Linked DNA regions of Mus musculus: region 1 is linked to region 2. Evidence: chromatin contacts called from public promoter capture Hi-C data. All regions are on one chromosome and are shown on one strand. The core of a region is the stretch at or near the end of the contact, and the rest is flanking DNA. Distances in the headings are between cores, read along the strand shown.

Region 1 (6,737 bases), core at 1,446-3,945, 6.0 Mb after region 2:
TCTGTGAATGTCTTATAGTGGATACATTTATTCGTATTTAAATAGTCTCTTCTGTTTATATATATATATATATATTTTTAAAAAAACCCTACCTTCCCAAGTAATTCCAAATACTGCCAAGTTAAAAACTTGGTTTTCATTTGTTTGTTTGAGTGAGGGTTTCATGAAGCCAAGGCTGTCCTGAAACTTACTATGTGTAAAAAAGTGAAGGATGAACTTCTGAGCTAGAGCCTCTGCCTCCCAAGTGCTGCAATTATAGGCATGTAACCTACTCCTGGTCCAAAGGACACTGTTAGGTGAGAGAACTCAGTTGGCAAAGCCAGCTGAGATTCTGTGGGCAGAGGGTGTGACCTTTGGAACAATTTCAGTTGTACTCAGGGTCAAAGCAACAGGTATGAAAAAGCAGAGTTCTTCCTGTACACTGCTTCTGGGAAAGGAAAGGCCAGCATATAAAGAGGGAGGCTAAGCAGAAAAAACCAGATATTTGGGAGCCTACGGGAGAAGCTCGGGGGGGGGGGGGGAGAGCATATAAAAGGCACCCTGAGAAAGTATAAGCAACAGAGAAAAGTCCTGTTGGTGAGAGTACTGTTGTGCGCTTGGTTGCACAGTGGGAGTTGAGCAGATAAGAGGGCCAGGACCCAGGGCCTCTCATCAGATTCCCAGAATCTTAAGATCTCCTGCAAAGTGGAGGGATCCTCAGGAAGACAGACTTGACATCAGAAACGAGGCAGATGTGGGAGGGGCTCTCTAGGAGAAGTTAAGAAAAACATTTCTCCACTAAATGTAAAAAGTAATACTGAATGACAAATGAGTTAGGGGACATCCATTATTCTTGATGGGTTTCAGCAACATTTTATTCACTGACAATGGAAATGACATGTAGGTTGCACATATAAAAACAATAGAAAATTATTTGACAGATATGCGTTTTGAGAAAGATACAAAAGAAAATAATTTTTAGAGTAAAACCAAAATTGTTTTTTTTCCCCCTTCCTTCTATGAAGGACGAAAAAAAGAGACCCATTTTCTCCTTTGAGTAGGCAAATATTACATTCATTTAGTATTACTTAAATTAAGAACAAACAAATTATTGGTATCTTGACTATACATTTAAAATATCTTACTTATCTTTTCATTTTAACTTTTTCCATTCGATGAACAAACACACAATAGCAAGAAAACAACAACAAACACAAGAAAAACTCAAAAGCAGGCAATTTTCCTAATGACAAGCCATGAGATATCTTTTCCTCCAACCTTAATGTTTGCTTCTAAAATATTTAAGTGGTACATCCACATGCTCATGCATTTTGTTCTACAGTCCAATCCTGCACGGAACTGTCAATTAAAATCAAGTTTACAATAAGTACCAAGGAGATTCATTTTCCAAGCAAGTTGCCATATTAACATTTCTTAGGCTATATTTTATAGCATAAAAGCCAAAACATGCCACCCAATTAAAATTCAGAATGTAAATTAGATATATAGAGCTTGCATACACAATAATCTGCTTCTCACAACAAAATATTTGTAATGTAAAATTCCTATCAGCTTTCCCCACAAAATATAACAAGGAAAATTAATATCCCTTATTGTGAAGGGAGATAGTATAATATTTTTTTCTTTTTACTAAAGAGGATATTATGAAAATAACAAAGCCACCAAAAGAAGAAACATGAATACATCGGTGGCTATATGCTAGAGTGGTACTATTTTTAAAATATGTTATGAAGCAATATCATGTGTAAAAGTTCCAGATTAATAGCTACCATCTAATTATGAACATCACTCATCAAAAATAATTAGCACGAGCAAACTAGCACAAAATGATTTAAAATGAAAGTAGAGCACTCATTATTAAAGGTCAAGATTTGGGTGCGAATGCTCCCCTGTCCCAATTCATCATTTCCTTACCGATTTTAGTATTAATCTGGAAAACTGCCAGAAAGCAAAAATCCATCATTTGTAATCTATTTTTTTCTTTTTGAGAAATCATTGGGATGAATTCTGGCACTTCTCCAGCCTCAGACAAACTGGGAAGAGCATGCACCTGCCAAGCTCAGCACAGAAAGCACATAGTCCAAGAGGGAGGGGCGGAGGAGAGATCAGACTTGCTGTTTTGGGAAGCAGAGAACTCATTCTGTTGCGGGCTGGTCCTTTAGTACAACCCCACTCAGTTTCCTTACCAAAATACCACGTGCAAGAAATCCTGTTTTCGTTGGGAGGGGTTATAGGCTGGAAGAACCAAAAATCAGAGGAAATGTAGACTCAGGGAAGGGGGAGTGGTTGGAGAAAGAATTCAAGTGACCCTGTGACGTCAGGAAGAAGCAGAGATTTAAGGAATGGAGTGGAAACTCACCGGGCTGCACAGATCTCAAAGGTCAAAATGCATATAGCCTCGCATGCTCCCCAGATGCAGGAAAAATGAAACGCCCACTCCTGAGCTTTCAATGTAAAGTAGAAGTCCGGGGGCTCAGTTGTTTCTGCCTTTGACGCTGGGGACAAGCCCTACCATGCAGAGTCTTGGCAATACTCAAAAGCAAGACCCGCCCGATTTCAGAGCCCTCTCCCGGGAATCCCCTAATACTCCTTCCCCCCACCCCCTCCCGCGCCGGAGGCTACAGACACCTTCATCTTCACTCCCCACCTTCTCCTGGCCCTCTAGCTCTTAACAGCATCGGTCTCCATGGCGACCTGAAACCGCAGCTCCCATTGGCTCGTTCAATATGAGGGCCGGGCCAATGGGGAGGGCCGGCCCTCTCCTTCCGCCCAATGGGGCGGGCGCGGAGCCTGTCTGGGGACGGCAGCGTGCTGACGTTCCCGGGTGCCGGGACTGGCCGGGCGGGCGGGCGGGCTGGCGGCGGGGCGGCGGCCTCTGAGCAGTCTAGAGGGCTCCGGGGCTGAGTGCGCGTGGACGCCGGCCGCGGCGGCGGCACTATGGGCACGGGGTAGAGGCGAGCTGCCGCCGCCACCGGGGTGGTGGGAGAGCCTCTTCGGGGGAGGGGGCGGGAGGGGAGGGAGGGGAGGGCAGCGGCGAGGCTGCCGCACTTCGGCCAGTTTGCTCCGGTGCCGCAGCGGCGACCCTTCGGCGTGGATGTCCCTGGTCCCTGGAGCGACGACGGCCTCCGCCTGAGCTGGAAAGTAAGTGCGCGGGGCTGGCGGGAGGGCTCGGGGCTCTGGGGTGCTAGCTGCCCAGAGCGCGTCGAGCCGGGACCTGGCGGCGGCCAGGCGCCCCCCGCGGCTCCCTGGCTCGGATCTCTCGGTCCCCGCCGCGTGCTCCGCCATCCCGCCCGCCTCTCCCCTCCCCCCGGCGGCGCACAACTTTGCCCCGCACAGCTCGGCGCGGCCGCTTTTCCTCCCGCACCGCGCCACCGCTTCTCGAACTTGAGCCCCGAGGCTCCCGCGCGCCGTCGTGCCCGGGACCGGCCGTCTGTGTGTCCGTCCCTCGCTCCACCGAAGCAACCGCCAGCCGTGCCTCCCACGCTCGCCCGGCGTGTCGCCCGGGCCCCCAGAGCAGCGCTGGTGCCCGTGACGACCGCCCGGAGGGTCCAGGGCTCCCAGCTTGCAGCTGCAAACCGCACGCTCCTCCCTAGCGGGCGCCCCAGCCTTAAGGCTCCAGGCTGCCCTCCCGCGCCGCACTGCCTCCTCGCGCTGCCAGGAGTTAGAGCGAGCAGCTGCACCCAACGGAGGGTCGTGGGTCCCTGTCCCCTCTTACTCCTTGGGAAACGAGAGGGCGAGCGGCGGGACCGGGTTTTGGCGGCATAGTGACTGAGTGCGACACCCGGCGAGCGCGGGCAGCGGAGGCGCCGCGGTTGCTCCGGGCGCCGCGATAGGCAGGTGTGTGCGTCCAACGGGCGACGCGCGCTGCCAGCTTGTAGGCTGGCGACAGATTGTGCTGGAATGCAAGGAATGCACCAGGGACAGAGTCCGCACGGGCCGCGGCCGCACTAGCGCCTTCCCGGCCCTGATCTCGCCGCGTAGCCAGAGGTCACGGCGCATCTTCAGAGCTGGTAAGCCTCGTTCACTCTCCTGCCTCCGCTTCTCTCCCTGCGGCAGAGGGCGGTGGAGAGGGAAGCGCGGTAGTTTTCTTGGGGCTCCAGCCTATGGTTCTGGATTTTTTGCTGCATTGGTCTCCAGGACCGTGAATTTAGGTGTCAGTGTACCCAAGGTTATTATTGATCGTTGCAGAAGGCTCTTGGCAAGTTTGCTTTTGCAAGATTTGGATAGTGCGTGGTTTTTTTTTTTTTTTTTTTTTTTAACCAGGGTTTTCTGAATACCAGCAGAGACAGGGCCGAATGTTCTTGAGTAAGCTTGCAGCCAACATCTTTTAGCTGTATCAGAAAATGTCTTTTAGTGCTCCAGGTCCGGGGTGTATTGCAAGAGATCTTGAATGCATCACTGCTGTCATGAGGATCGGAATATTTTCCATCGTCATACTGGGCTGTGTTTAGGCCTCGTATAATACATAATGAATAGTAACAGAGCAGCAGTGTTTGGCCAGCGATGGGACAGATAGAACTGTCTGGTACAGTTAAATTCGGGGCGTGTAAGTTACCACTGCAAGTAACCCGGGGACATCACAGTCATGTATATTTCAATATGTAATTTATTAGTGGAAAGCGCCATTTCTTTCTTTGTCACTCAGTTTAACTGAATAAAAAGCACAGTCCTACAACTTATAAAGATTGGTAAATATGTATAAAATTGGTAACGACTAGTATACATTTCCTTCCTTTCTTCCTTCCTTCCTTTCTTTCTTTCTTTCTTTCTTTCTTTCTTTCTTTCCTAAATTAATACAGAAAAGCAAAATTTTGACAGATGCTCTCCCAGAACCAGGGTTAGGTTTTTGCTTTTGAGAAAGTAGAAGAAATTGTCTCTTTTTAAATGGAGTATATCCCATGGAGCATTTCTGATACCTAAGAAACAGTTGTGGGAAATGGTATGGTGAAAGCAAGAACAATGTCTGGAGGAAGTGTTTCTGGCTGAAGGCATACGGTGTGTGCTTCCATTCCACAGTCTGCTTTGAAGGTTGCTGGCACTAGACAACCTTCTGCATTTGGTTATTTTCCCTCAGATTCAGGAAAATAAGCCAGTAGTTCAACCAGTCACCTGTCTTCTGACCCCTACTTTGCATGCATCAAGGGCATTGAAAAGTCTGCAGGCATTTTAGTTAAGACCCAAGGGAGAAGAAATGATAGGTTGTGTCTTCTGGCTTGCTACATTGTTTTTCAGGTATGCCTGTAGTCAGTGAACCTTCTAATTTAGAGGTTTAATTCCCCTACAGTAACAATGCAGAGGATTTGGGGAGTTTGTAAATGGCTACAGGAAACTTTTATTATGTAACGATACATTATAACAGTTTAACTCTTGGTTGTTTAATTTGACATGAAAATTAGAAAGTTAACTAGAAAGGGGAGGTCCGTTCTGCAGCACAGGCTTGAGGCTTACTTACCTAGCGTGCCTGAGGTCCCAAGCATTCCCTGTTCTTGCTCCCCAAAATGTAAACGGGAATTTATTTTCTCTGATTCACCAGAAAGGAAAGATTTTGTTCAGATATACAGAGTGCACGTGAGCATGATTGACTGAGCAGATAAGTCTCGCCTGCTTCAGGTAAGAGCAGACATTCAATTAGAAATACATCGTGTTTGTTAGTAAGACTTAGAGAGAAGGCTCATAATCTAGAACCATTGTGAATATAAAACTATCCTGACCAAAGGAAAGGTCCTCCTTACCGTCTTTTATTATGTAAGGAGAGGTGCTGCGGTTGGCAGCTGTATGCCATATGGAAGCTCCTGAGTTGGGAGGGATTGAGCATTCTGCTGGTTCTTACCTCTGGTTTTGGGTGGAGATAAGGTAGCAAGAAAATGATGGCAAGCCTGAAAGAAGGAAGCAGATGCTAGTGAGCCCGAGAGAAAGCCATACACATGGTTGCTGCATACAAGCTGCGTAAGCCAAGAGAATCCTGTACGTGGATCTGACATAACATAAGTTGAAAGAACTCTTTACCAATTTCAGTGTAATAATAAAAAACAACTGAGTAATCATATAACCTTGAGTATTTAGATGAAGTCAGCATTAAATCAGAACTGCAATTTTATTCCTTCTCTACAAATTGGCAAAACAAATTGTAAAAATTTAAACTACTTAAGTTGATTTTTAAAAATCTAGTTGTTGTCATCTTTTAAACTGAAAGCTTTTTTTTTATCCCATGTGTCAATATCCAGAGATCTATTTAAATAGATTTTCATAGCCAGCTTGATGCCAGCCACCTGGCACAATTATGTCCCTCAATTGACTCCTTTCAAAATCAAGATATTTTGAGAATGGCGTATATATTCTAATGTTTTTAATTTACTTTGGGAAGTAACTCCTTGCTTAAGTGTAAAATGGAAAACAACTTTCATTTTTAGTTGTTGTAGGCTTGTTCTAGAGCATAAACATGCATGGAGTTGTATGTCATGTTGAAAGTTGCCTTCAGCTTTCTGGGAGTAATTCCTTCCTCCATATGGAAAATAAGCTATAGTGCCTTTCTGCACTGAAGGGAAAGGCGGTTGTGAAACAGAACACCAGTGGACAAGATGTGTTTGGAGAGTGAAGTAACTGTTTAATGGCATTCAAGAGAAATGTAAAACTGTTGGGCACATGGATATCAGGCTTCAGATAGTGGCAAGAAGCGATGCGCTGCTAGCGGTCCGCTGATCATCTTTATGCCAGGTGTGAGAATCCAAGTAAGGGGA
Region 2 (6,440 bases), core at 2,450-4,949:
GGACTGCTAGTGCAACAGCACCGGGACAGCAAGGGTAAGCAGGCCAACCCCTTGCAAACTTACCTTGCCTGGCCCAATGGACACAGAAGGCCCCAGAAAAGAGAGAAGCGTCTGGCAGTAGCAAATTGTTTTATTTTATCTTTCTGTGGAAAGAAACTAATTTTAAATAAGAACCAGAGCATTAGAGAATAAATATTTTTTAAAGCTCATTATCTAGTTAGAGCAGCTCTACCAAGAAAACAAGAAGGGTTTTGTGCTGCTTAGAGATGGAAAGATACAGAAAAAGAATCAAGAGTTGTCTCTGCATATCCTAGGGAGTTTTAAAGTATTATTATTCGAGAGTAACAGAGCAAAAGAATCTTTTCTATAAGGAACTCCTGCAGGCAGAATCTTTTCAGTTTGGTGCCTTTGAATACAATTTTCTTATCCAAAATTAAGGGCTATATTCCAAATATAAAAGAAAACCACTTAACACTGAGCCATTCTACTCTTTAAAATAAAAAAAGCAAACAAACAAAAAAACACAAGTTCCTGTTTCCCCCTGTAATTTCACCAGTAACTTTAGCCTTCATTGCTCAAACCATCGTCAAACTCAATAGTACTCATTAGCAAAAGAAAATATACAACTGGCTTTCTAAAATATTCTGCTAATCAAAAATTTCATGACTTATCAAGATATTCAACTGGAATAACCCAGCCCACCTAAGAATCAGTGTATTATATAGAACCTAGCATAGGACAGAACTGTTGATGCACCTCAAGCTCTTGTCTTTCTTGACCACTTCTCTAGAAATTCTACCCGTGTTCCTGAGTCATCTTAAAACCTTTTAATCCAATCACTCCTACGAAAAAACGTCCATTTACGATTTGTGCTAGAGATTCAAGGGGCAACGCACAAGTAGGAGTATAGAAGCAATTATCATTCAAAAATTAAGTAGAAAATGAGCTACCTATTTGGCACTGTCCAGGAAAGAATTAGTAATAGAGCAGAAAATCCCTCCGCACCCCAAACAAGAGGAAGATACTCCAAGAATAAAATTCATTCTACATGAAAACCCCAAGTAACTACTATTTTTCTGATGCTAGGCTTTACACATTCACCACGATTATCTTCTGATATATATTTACTCCTAGACCATTAATAATTATAATGCCTGAAATAAAGTCACTAAGTTAAATAGATTAGATGTATACTCTCACTTTAAATTATTTGCTTGGTTTTCCAGATAGGGTTTCTCTGTCTTGGAACTCAGTCTATAGATCCAGGCTGGCCTTGAACTCAGAGATCTAACTGCCACTGCCTCCCAAGTGCTGGGATCAAAGGCGTGCGCCACCACAGCCGGCTTATTTTTTTTAAAGCTTAATTTTGTTGAGGAAGTCAGTTAATTTTTTCTCATACAGTCTTACTACATTCAAAATTTGGTTACAGACATGAGCAATGTAATGTTTTGTCTTGTTTGAAGACATTACGTGGATATAAACTAACCTTTAAAGGGCTGCAAGTACACCACTGACTTACATCTTAAATACATCTCGACACACTCAAACAAAACTAAGCAAGCCAAAGGGAAAGCGTCTTCTTACTTGTCCCATTGGAGGCCCTCCCATAGGGGGCATCATCTGTGGCATCATTCCATGAGGTACAGGAGGCATGTTTGCTCTCTGACCCATAGGGTGCATGCCCATTGGTGCATAATGCATGCCAGGATGCCCCATCTGAAAAATAATAAAAAGGGAGAGTGAGAGACAGTTAAATGCTTCTTTAAAATGTCATTTCAAAAACAACAACTAAAACCCATCAATTAAGGCACAATATTAAATCACTGTGATTAAATTACAGTATTAGCATATACTGAAGTTAATCTTAATTACACTACAGTGATTATTAGATGGGGCCTGAAAATTTACAAAATAATGGAAAAGTTAAACCCATTAGCGGATTACAACCCCTCTCCAATGACTTAACAAACTGTTAAATGACTGGTCAGACTTGGTGACTATGTATTGAATTCCAACTTAAAAAATTATTACGATGAACACAACTTCCGTCACCTTTATACACATAACCAGCTTATACTACTTAAAATTACATTCATATGGACAAGACCTAAAACAGAGTGCGGGTACCCAAGAGTACTTCACAAATGTTTTAATAGAGTTAAACTGTCCCAGACACTAACAAATTCATGCCGTTTTAGGGAGCTTAAAATATAATACTTCCATTGTTCCTGGCTTGAAACTAAGTATCCGCAGCCAATTCTCCCAACCGAATCCCCCAAGCCCTGCAAATCACCACCACTCCCGGAGAAATAAGACCGCAGCAGCCGCTCCTTAAGTCCCACAGACTTAAGTGTCCCTACTGTAAGTCAAGCCTGGGGCTCTCAGATGCACAGTCCGCCCGGGGCCCAGCACCTTCCTTCTTCCTAAGGCATCTATCTACCTAGGCCAAGACCACTGGCAAGTCCAAGGTCCCACCTATTTCTTTGTGTGTTCCCGCCCTCCATCTCTCCCCCTTGGGACGTAGCCCACCATCTGCAGCTCTCTTCCTGATATGCTCTTCTCCGTTTGGAGAGAGCTTCCTGTTTCTCTGACTCGGTTTTTCATTGTGCCGCTTTCCCCTACCCCGCCGATCCCTTACCGAGGGCCGTCTCCTCAGGAAGCCGTCAGCAGAGACCCAAGAACTGGAGCACAGGTTTGAGCCGGACAATCTCCGCTCCCCGTCCCCGGGACCCCGCGAGGGAGGTTGGCTCTCCATTTCACTCACCATGAGGCCTCCACGCTCGGCTCCAGTCCCCGGCCTCATCGTCGGGCTCAGACTGCTCCGTCGGCGGCCACTGCCGCTGCACATACCAACAAGAAGCGATCTGAGTGGCTGGCGCCCGCCGGGGCCAAAGGGTAAAGGCTGCCCTGAGCTGCGGGGCGGGATCAGCGGGGCCAATAAACTGACAGGCTTCCCTACTGTCCAATCAGAGCGCGAGACCGACAGGCAGCTCTGCGGCGATTCGCCCCCTGCCTCGCTCGGCGTCGCCTGCATGGAGGGGGGGGGAGGGGGGACGGAGGAAGTTTCTGCGTCGAGTGCTCTGCCGGGGAAACTCTACCAACTTCCCCCAGGAAAGGGGACACGGCGGGGACCCAGATTCCCGGGTTCGGGCCACCGCACCCCGTCGGGGGGTGGGGCAGTGGCGTCCAGCCCCTCGCCCTAGTTACGTTCGCCCCACAAACCTGAGGCCACCAGGGGTGGGGTGGGGGTGGGGCGGGGGAAGCGGCACCCGGCGTTAGCGGCCTAGTGCGCGCGCGCGCGGTTGCCCTGGGGAGGGGGTCGTGCCTTTGGGGGTGGGGGGGAGAAACTCGAGAGCTGCGCGCGCGCCCGGCATAGTGAAGGGCGGAGGCGCGAACTGTATCTGGCGGGGAGCGGTAAAGACAGAGATCTCTCGCCCGAGGGAGGAAGCGACTGGCGGTTAGGAAGGCGCGGAACTGCGGTCATGGGGCTCGAGAGGTGCGTGCCCACAGGACCCGAAAGGGTGGAATAAATGAGAGTGTTGTCGCGGCGGGCCATGGGCGCGCGCTCCCACGGCGCCTCCGGAAGCGGAGTCCCCGGGTAACCCGCTCTTGCACTCCCCTACGGTTCTGCGCGCGGTGGTTGGGTCCGCCGACGGCCGTCTCTGATTGGCTGTAGCCGGGGCGGGGCGTGGCGGTGGTGGACAGCCGACCTTCGCGGGACTCTCAGTCTTTCCCGCCATGTCGTTCGTGGAGAGTTGGAGGTTTGCGGGCGCGCGGAGGCGCCGTCAGGTTACCCCAGGCCCTGCGACTCGGCCCGGGTATTCCGACTACACTCAGGGGGACAGCTGGGGTGAGGGCGAAGGCGACGAAGACGAGGGATGCGACCAAGTGGCCCGCGACTTGCGGGCAGAGTTCTCAGCCAGGGCGTCGTCGGAGACCAAGAGGGCCCCGCTACTCCCCCGGGTCGGGGACGGGTCTCCGGTCCTGCCGGATAAGCGCAACGGCATCTTCCCGGCCACTGCGGCCAAGCGAACCCAGGCTCGGCGGTGGCCCATCCAAGCCCTTTCCATTCTCTGTTCGCTGCTGTTCGCCGTCCTCCTTGCTTTCCTTCTCGCCATCGCCTACATGATCGTTAAAGGTATTGAAGCCCAGGCCTTGAAAGGCTGTCCAGCGTAAAGTGCAGCCAGTACATCACACGCCCCCATTCACACTCTCCTCCCAAAGCGTTCCCTCGAGACTGCTATCGTCCCTTTTGTCTTCTCTCCCTAGATGGACGTCCTTGCTCCGTCATGAGACCCATTTAGAAAAGATCTTTGGCTAAATCTACAGTCTTTAATGCCGTAAAGGCATTGAACACTTTGAGTTGAAACAGCAGAGCCCCTTACTTTTAAAAGGATCAAAAAAGTACGTGTAAGAAAGTACTGCTGTACGTCCTAAGGCTGATGTTAAGAGACATGCTGGGTTTGCACTGTTCTCTGAACCTAGGACAAGGATCCCCACCCCCACCCCATCCCAAGTTTCTACTTTTCTCTCTCTCTCTCTCTTTCTTTCTTTTTTTCTTTTTTGAGACAGGGTTTCTCTGTATAGACCTGGCTGTCCTGGAACTCACTTTGTAGACCAAACTGGCTGGCTTTCTTTCTTTCTTTTTTTTTTTTAATATTCTTTTTTAAAAATTTTTATTAGATATTTTCTTCATTTACATTTTAAATGCTATCCTGAAAGCCCCCTATACTCCCCCCCCCCCCGCCCTCTCGCCCTGCCCCCCTACCCACCCACTCCCACTACTTGGCCCTGGCATTCCCCTGTACTGGGGTATATAAAGTTTACAAGACTAAGGGGCCTCTCTTGCCAATGATGGCCGACTAGGCCATCTTTTGATACATATGCAGCTAGAGTCAAGAACTCCGGGGTGCTGGTTAGTTCATATTGCTGTTCCACCTATAGGGTTGCAGTTCCCATTAGCTCCTTGGGTACTTTCTCTAGCTCCTCCATTGGGAGCCCTGTGATCCATCCAATAGCTGACTGTGAGCATCCACTACTGTATTTGCCATGGCCTTGATTTCTGAGTTCAGAAACCCGCCTGCTTCTGCCTCCCAAGTGCTGGGATTAAAGACACATCACCACGGCTTGGCTAAGTTTCTACTTTTATAGGCAAAAATGGTTTTTCTATTTTTCCCTTGTAATCAGGTAGAGTTATTTCAGGACAAGCCTATTCTACTGTGTCAGAAATTGACATATTGTCCAAATAGCAATGCTCAGAAAGACCCTCTTCCCCCATTTGAATTTGTTGTATGATTTAGTATTTATTGTAGTAGAAAGAGATTTTAATTCAGTTAGTGCTGACTTTGCCAATTCTTGAGAAATAGAAACATGAAAACTATTTTGTATTAAAAGGATTCAACACTCATTCTTGTGTTGCCTTTACTAATTAAAATTAAATCTCCAGTTCAGTTTTGCTTTATTTCCTCCCATTCCCTAATGGGATGCAGGTGGCCCTTCAACAGTTTTTTTTCCCACTTCAGCCATGATAGATTTGTTATTCACGTAGTTTATTTTTCTTTTGTAACATAAAGGTATATACCCATGAGTAGACGTTCATTGCAGAGGACAGTGGCATTTTGGAGAATGGAGTGAGGAACTGAAGTCAAATTCTGTTATGCCCTGAAGTTTCTTTTGTACAAATTTTCTTCAACACATCCAGGAGATAAACACTAGTCTCGTGTTTATTGCACTTGACTCTTGTAGAGCTATTTGCATGAAGGTAGTAAATCAGAAATTTAACCTAGCTCTGACTTTAGGGTCCTTTTGACATTGAACAGTGTCTTCAAAATGCCTTTGGATATTCATGTCATGAAGGAACACTAACTACTCTTCTACCTAAACCTCTTTGTATTTACAGAATTGCATGCAGAAAACTTGAAAAATGAAGATGATATACATACTGGGCTGTTAGGTATGAACTGATCATTTTATTCATCCAATCGCTTATTTTAGTTTTCCCAAATTAAGCTTAAGTTATAGAGGCTTTGGGATAAATATTTTACATATGTCATGTGTAGCTGGTTCTGTAGTGTTATTTATATGTTTGTGGTAAATGTTACTAGATTTCCTTTTTAGGTATACATTTAGATAATTTTCATAATTTTATAATGGGCCACTAATGCATGTATACAGTATTCAACGTAACTTTGCATGACATTGGTCCACTAGTTCCTTGAAGTAGTTTCTAATTGTGTTTTGGAAGAAGCTCCTTATACTACTTCAGGAATTTAAAACTAGAAACTTGCTCACAAACTTAGCCAATATAAATAGTATCCGAAACAGACTTCAGAAGAATGTCCACATGTATTTGTACGCAGTTTGTCTTGAGATACAAATTTTAAAATAAGAATTATTTGCCATTAATGTCTAGTTGAGTCAGTTAAGTTTCCATTGTCCAA

The links. Promoter capture Hi-C pulls out the DNA fragments that hold promoters and counts their contacts.
Region 1: a promoter capture Hi-C map of frontonasal cranial neural crest shows a contact between it and region 2. The contact joins the promoter of Ccdc148 here to the promoter of Arl6ip6 in region 2.

What each region holds. Positions count from the first base shown.
Region 1 is chr2:59,157,988-59,164,724 of GRCm38.p6, forward strand. Ccdc148 (coiled-coil domain containing 148) reads right to left here and starts at 2,696. Exons shown (of 15, transcript NM_001372501.1): 1 at 2,360-2,696. Pkp4 (plakophilin 4) reads left to right here and starts at 2,863. Exons shown (of 22, transcript NM_026361.2): 1 at 2,863-3,141.
Region 2 is chr2:53,188,385-53,194,824 of GRCm38.p6, forward strand. It overlaps Arl6ip6 (ADP-ribosylation factor-like 6 interacting protein 6), which reads left to right and starts at 3,700. Exons shown (of 4, transcript NM_022989.4): 1 at 3,700-4,138; 2 at 5,900-5,953. The coding sequence starts at 3,739. Prpf40a (pre-mRNA processing factor 40A) reads right to left here and starts at 2,870. Exons shown (of 26, transcript NM_018785.3): 1 at 2,639-2,870; 2 at 1,585-1,716. The coding sequence starts at 2,848.